Linked DNA regions of Mus musculus: region 1 is linked to region 2. A link is a contact called in public Hi-C data. All regions are on one chromosome and are shown on one strand. The core of a region is the stretch at or near the end of the contact, and the rest is flanking DNA. Distances in the headings are between cores, read along the strand shown.

Region 1 (3,411 bases), core at 672-3,171, 160 kb after region 2:
TACCAGATCAGGAAGAATATAGGAAGACACAAATCTTCAGGCTGTTCATTAGAACACTTGTTCTTTCTCATATCTCTTCGGCATCAGGCAAAGTTTCTCTATGAGCAAAAGTCTCAGGATAAAATTCCTATCAGCTCTGTTGTTTGGGAAGTGTCTGAGTTGGGGTTTCATTGCTGTGAAGAGACACCATGACCAAAGCAACTCTTATAAAGGGAAACATCTAATTGTGGGCTGGCTTACAGATTCAGAAGTTTAGTCCATTATCATCATGGTTGGCAACATGGCCTCTGTAGGTAGACATGGTACTGGAGAAGTTGAGAGTTCTACATCTTGAATAGACAGCAGGAAGGCACTCTCTTCAGCAGGCGGCCAGGAGGAAACTCTCTCATTGGGTCATAGCTTGAGCTTAGAACTCACAACCTTGCCCACACAGTGGCACACTTCCTCCAACAAGGCCACACCTCCTAACAGTGCCACTCTGTACTGGGTAAGAGTCTGTGGGGACCAAAGTTATTCAAACCACCACAGGAAGCTCTCTTCGCTTCTCAGATTCCAAATTCATACATCTTGTCATCCAATGGTAAGAAAAGTGTTCATGACAGCCTGGCCTGACCAGCCTCCTGAGAGACTCAGCAACACTGAAATTACTTGAAAGAAATCTTTTGAGCCACTTCCAAAGTTCTGACACAAGGTTGGAACCTCGGGCTTAAAGCAGGGTGTCTGATGCGTTGTCATATACCCTGCTTAGATTTCTAATTCTCGAGGGTAATGGTGACATCCTCTTCATGTGTTGCCACAGTCTCTAAGGGACAGATTTGTGCTTTAAGTATTTGTTGAATTAATGGTGATATTGACTGCATTAATAAAGCAGGACTTAAGGAGTTGGAGTCAGTAGGCTTGTTCCTACTTTGGATTTTATCACTTCCGCATCTCTTCTTGCTACCACTCCATTTTCATCTCCTCCACAGCAAGCCATCTGAATTGGAAAGTCAGCTGAATGTGAGCCAATCTCATTTACCTCCTTTCTAAGTTTATACTATCCTCTAGTCGGTGTGTGCGTGCATACACACGTACACATACGTGTTGGGAGGACCCAGATTCCACTACCATGCTTGGGAGCATCCGTCTGTGTGTGTGTGTGTGTGTGTTGCCAACAAGAGAGGAACTTGTCTTTCTACACCCATGTGAATCTTGGAAATGTCTAATCTTTTAATACGAAATTGCAAAGAAAAGTGCATTTGAGTACCAAAAGTTGTGACTGAGAGCGGAAGAAAAAAAATAGCTTTCGCCTAAAGGAGAGTTAACTTCCCATCCATCTCTGCACTTACTTCATAGCCAACATATTCTTGATCAAGCCATAACTGCTTATTGTAGCTGTCCCCCAGTGCCCCGGTCTGTCCTTCTGTCTCTCCAGCCTTCCACCCCCTCCTCTTCTCTGAGGCATGCATCATTAGCTGGTGTAACTTGTTGGAGTCCAGATCTGCCTCCTGTCTCCTAGGGAGAGATCTGGAGACGGAGGATGTCTTCTGCACATAAAACAGTCTCCCGGCTCCACACCGGTTTGAGGCTCTGGAGAGGAGGTGAAATGAGTGGAGGGGGAGGGCATGGGGGAGCAAAGCTGTCAGGAAGCACTGTGTTCAGAGGCGCACCTCAGGGTGAGTGCTCTGACCAGAGCTTGCCTGCCTCCTCCGTTGTGAAAGCGGAAGAATGCACCTGGACTGTTTAATCCAGTTTAAGCTCTATTTCTTTTTGTGTTGAGTCAGACACTCCTGATCTGGCATCTCCTTGGGAGAGCTGTAGATTCAGTAGGGTTCGATATCGGGGAAATACAATTTCAAATATTTCTAGTTGCACTCCATTCACCACCAATCCAGGAAAGAATGTGAGTCTAGGTGAAAGGACAACAGACTTCCCTTCTGCGTTTGAGTGGGCGGGATTTAGATCTTTCGATGGTGAGGGCGGAGTTATCATCAATTGTCTCTATACCAATTTTCTCTGCAAAGGTCAGGCAAAGTCTTAAAGATCTAACCCTGGGGTAAAAAGGCAGTGGATTTCTCAACTGAGGGAAGGAGTCAGTTTCAGTGACTGCTTACTAGGGTGGGGTTCCCAGCTCTCCAGGCTCTGTAAAGGCTATGAAAGAGCAAATCTCAGCTCCTTAAAAAAAAAAGAAAAGAAAAGAAAAGAAAAGAAAAGAAAAGAAAAGAAAAGAAAAGAAAAGAAAAGAAAAGAAAAAGAAAAAGGTTTGGGACGGGGCTGGAGGAGACAGGATTCTAAGCACCCAGATTTAACTGAAACTTCCTTTGGAATTTAGAAATTCTAGTTTTGTGAGGACCAGGTCCCTTCTCTGCCTTAGGGGGAAACTGTTTCCAGGGTGCAGCTAATGCCCCAGGGTTTGCACCACCATGCCATGACTCAGTGTTTACGGGAATATCTGGGCCTGGATGGAAGAGCTCTAGAGATGTGTGGTTTCTTCCTGAAACTTAATTATTAAAAGTACAACTTCAGGATGAGGGTGTGGCTCCCTGGTAGGCTGTTTGTCTGGCGCTCTAGCCTCCGTTCCTAGTACAGCAAAATAACCAACCAACCAATCAATGAACCAACCAACCTACCAACCAACCAACTCTGCTTCCACTGACTATTAGTCAGTGTAGGTCGCTAACCAAATAGGAACTGTGGAAGCAAAAGCGTTGGTTTTCCAATGCTTACTGATTCCAATGCATTCTAGTCCCCTGAGATGTGATCCTGAGACAGAATCCCAGGGCAAAGTCCTGCAAGCCAATGGCAGAATGCTAATTGGAGTTTTGAGTGCCTGTTGAAAATTAACCCTGACACTGTCCTGGACAGTAACTTTCTGGCCTAGTACTGTTGACTTTGGTCTGGGCAGTCCCTTTTGATGCCCTGTGTCTGTGGAGGCTGGGCAGCATCCAGCCTCTACCCTTCCTATACCCGTGTCCTTTCCAGTCAGGACAACCTCATATGGGGGCCAACGTCAAGTAGTTGAAAACTGTTACTGTCACCAAGGGGGAAAGCTGTGCATTAGATATTTCTCTCCAACTTGAGAGACGGGCTTGTGCAAAGGAGTGCCTTCCTGAACATAGTGTAAAAAAACATATTTTTGTCATGCGATGAAAATTTAAGCAGCCATTAAAATACGGTTTTTTAAAAATTATTTTTATTTTATGTATATGAGTACACTGTAGCTGTCTTCAGACACACCAGAAGAGGGCATCGGATTCCATCTACAAATGGTTATGAGCGACCATGTGGTTGCTGGGAATTGAACCTGGGACCTCTGGAAGAGCAGTCAGTGCTCTTAACCACTGAGCCATCTCTCCAGCCTTAAAACTTTTTTTTTGTTTTGTTTTGTTTTTTGAGGCAGGGTTTCTCTGTGTAGCCCTGGCTGTCCTGGAA
Region 2 (3,521 bases), core at 299-2,798:
TTAATATCCATCTATTAAAACATAAAGTATGCTCTTCACAGAAATAGCTAATCTCTGCAAAGATGCAGAGTCTTATCGTATCTATAGGAGTGATATAGGAAAAGCCTAGTCACCCACGACAAGCCACTGGTGACTGGCAAACTGCTAAAAGAAGAAACAATTGGCAGGAGGCAATGGGCTAAGTGGCTCAATATTTGATGTTCAATAATTGATTGTCAAATCTTTAAATGTCAAAGAGACAGAAATGACTCTAGGAAGCCGATGTGGGTTTGAGTAGTTTTGTCCAGATCATAGGCTCGGTGCTATAGGGAAGACTCTCCCATGGGTGGAAAGATGGGTGTCACTGTTAAAATATTTGGAACTGAAAGTAAAAACAGCAACACATCAATACTCGAATCTTTCTTCCAAGAATGAACACCACTGTTTCCTGAGGTGTTTTGTTCTGTAAAATATAAGATGATGTCATTTTCAAAATGTTTACTCTTGGTTTCAAGATAAGGTCCATTCAAACAGTCCACTAACTAACAACTAAGAAATGCTGGAGCAGATGGTCCTGGCCAGAGAAGCCCCTGGATGGAGTGTTTGCACCCAGCTTCACAAATGCCCCACTCAGCACCCCTGTTGATACGTTTCTCCGTTTGTAGGAACTCCCTGGTTTGTGGCATTCCCCCCAACAACAGCATCCTATAATGCCCCTGCCCCCTGCTCACCACAGCACAGGATCCCTCCTGGTTTCTGCAGCAGCCTCCCTACCCAAAGCCCATCCCTGCCCAGCAGGAACCCCAAGCCTCAGCATCTTTCATCACAGGTGGGAACTGGGCAGAGCTGCTGAGCAGCTCTGGGCCGCCCAGGGATTCTGGTCACCACGATTGCTCTAATTGCTTTTTTCTCCAGCCTCTTTCTCAGGCTCTCTGCATGCTGATGGTGCAGGTCCGGTCTCCACTGGATTGCAGTGGTATTTTTTTAGCGTCCCAACCAGTGTGTCCGGTTGACTGAGACATTTCGGGGAAGAGGCAGGTGCATTTACTTTTCAAGTATTATTTTACTAATCAATTGAAAAATTACCTTCATGAATGACAGAGGTGCAGAGCTGTGGAGCGTTTCATTAACGGGCGCAAACATTAATTACGGATCCAACCCGACCTTGCACACACAGAAATTATGGGACTGATCTATTTTCTCTGTGCTTAATTGCAGCCAGTGACTAGTTCTTTAAATCATTATCTGATAGGCCTCCAGTGAGAAGAGGATTTATGGGGTGGTGCCCAGAGGCCTTGCTGTGGCCAGTGCTGTTCTGTGGGGTAAACGGAGATGATCGTTATCAGAGGACCCACAGGCTTGTGTCATAGCTTTGAAGTAACGAAGAAGGGGACATTTTCCAAAACTGTATTTCTAGTAGCCTTTCTGAGCTGGTGTCTGGTTGCTGCTTCCTAGGGTCAGTTACAGACACTTGCCTGCATGCTGTCACAGTGGTGAGGCCCAGGATGACTGTGTAGTGACTGGTACCCCGTGGCTGGGCAGTGCAATCTGTACAGCTATGCACAAAGGTCCTAGGTGGATGCCCATTGAGTCATATCTGTGCTTTCTCTTTCTGACATTTCCTGTCATGGCTCTAGTCCCAAGTCTTGTTTAGTTGACCCACTGATGGGCAAAGGTCCTTGGGCATATGGCCATTCAGGCCTTATCCTGGGCTGCATGCCCTGCTTTCTAAGGTCACTGCTCAGAGCACATAGCTCTTGGGCTGTATGCTTCTTGGTCACAGTGACTCCTGGCTAGGGATATTTGCTTTGGAAGTATGCGGCCCCTCACATTGAGAACACTGAGCATGAACGTAGGCAGGACATTCCAGAGGAAGAAACCTAGTAAGAGACAGTGAGGATACAGGAGTCTTTCCCCAGACTTTGGGTGGGCTGAAGCCTCTGGACCACTGTCTACCTTGGCTCTGTAAGCCAGACATGGGTATATTTATCATCCTAAAAGTGAGAGAGATAGACATGAGCACTTTGAGTGTGCTCAACAGAGCCTTCCTCTCTAAATGCAGCCATGGCCAGATAGCAGTCCTCTCTGTCCCCTACAACTCCTTCCTGGGATCTGTGAGAACCTCTGTGAGAGGGTCCGTACCCCAGAGCTGCAGGAAGTGGCAAGGTGAGGGAGCGGTTCAGACACAGGCTATAACTTGACTGAATCTGGACATTTGCAGCCGCCTCGACAGAAAGCTAAGGGGAAAGGAGGCAAGAGTATCAGAGCCCTTCTCTTTGTAGGTGATGGGAAAGCGCAGCAGAGCTATACCAGAAAGCCTTTTCCCACTCTGAGCTCAGACCCTCCATAACTCAGGTACTGTGGAGAATTAGGAATCCTTCATTTTCTCTGAAGCCTTCAGATCACTGGTTCTGTGATGGGTCCCTCAAACACTTGTAGAAACTCCCTGGTTTGTGGCATTTTCCTCTACAATGACAGATCTAAGGCCAGCGGGACAGAGCCCCAAAGTTATGATATCCGGAGGACTGTGACAAGATTACCAGGTTCCAGGGGGCTCTACGGAAACCCAGCTACACTCTGGTGCAGGTGTGTCTGACGGAAGGGCAGAAAGAGAAGAAGATGATGCCAAATTAAATGAACTACTACTGCTCAGCATCACAGGGCTGACTGCCTCCTCATGGGCTCCAGTGTTTTCCTGTCACTCAGGACCAGGGGATGAAAAGGAGGGCACAGAGAGCATTTAATCCTGGGACTCTTCACAAAGGTGTGGGCAGGGTCTAGGGACCCCACCTGGGGTAGATTCATCTTCAGGCCCCAAAACAATGTGCTATGAACTCTAGCCTAGAGAAGGAGACTGTTACCAGACCCTGGAGCCAGAAGGCCATATGGAGAGTGCTGGTCACATCATCTCCAGTGGCAGTGTAGTCCGTGGAAACTCTGGGGACAGATCAGCTAATGTCCCTCAGTGGTAGAATCTAGCCAGAAGCCAGACGGCACAGGCTCCTGGATCTGTAGTTAAGGCACGTCAGTCCGTGGGGTGAACAGCAAGGTTGGGAAGGTGAAAGGAGAAGCTTACAGAAGACACACAGGCTTGTGTGGCGCAGGCTATGTAGCTCACCATAGAGTTCCTCTGCCTCTTGTCCAACCTGCTACCACAGGACCTCTTGCCCCTTGAAACCTCCCCTTGGAACCTCTGTCTCCATGGGTACTTTAGAGAGCTCTTTTTTTAAATTATTTATTTATTATATGTAAGTACACTGTAGCTGTCCTCAGACACACCAGAAGAGGGCATCAGATCTCATTACGGATGGTTGTGAGCCACCATGTGATTGCTGGGATTTGAACTCAGGACCTTCAGAAGAGCAGTTGGTACTCTTAACCACTGAGCCATCTCGCCAGCCCTAGAGATCATCTTTTGTCATCACGAACCAGTCTCCTGTGGGGATGATACTGCTCTGAGCACCTCTGCCAATGCTCTGGTCCTCCTAGTGCAAGGCTTCATGGAGGTCTGCAGGAACAATGCTGAGAGGGCTTCCCTCCCC

Evidence for each region. Hi-C and Micro-C count contacts between places; a contact is called where the count stands out from the background.
Region 1: a Hi-C map of liver shows a contact between it and region 2, with 3 times the contacts expected there. The contact joins two enhancer-like sites. A contact is called at or near these places in 5 of 484 Hi-C or Micro-C datasets (the G1E-ER4 cell line, the HPC-7 cell line, liver and 1 more) and 3 of 115 datasets of contacts at active chromatin or transcription factors (embryonic stem cells, kidney and neural tube).

The regions. Positions count from the first base shown.
Region 1 is chr8:89,010,575-89,013,985 of GRCm38.p6, forward strand. No RefSeq gene overlaps it. Among named protein-coding and RNA genes, the nearest start is that of Mir8110, 12 kb to the right of the region's middle. RefSeq lists a cis regulatory region at 1-3,411. Within about 2 kb of position 1,922, at least 25 of the 459 cell types and tissues checked have an H3K27ac peak or open chromatin away from gene starts, as enhancers often do. A contact at or near this core is called in liver, where this site is marked.
Region 2 is chr8:88,855,788-88,859,308 of GRCm38.p6, forward strand. No RefSeq gene overlaps it. Among named protein-coding and RNA genes, the nearest start is that of Gm42034, 17 kb to the left of the region's middle. Within about 2 kb of position 1,549, at least 3 of the 459 cell types and tissues checked have an H3K27ac peak or open chromatin away from gene starts, as enhancers often do. A contact at or near this core is called in liver, where this site is marked.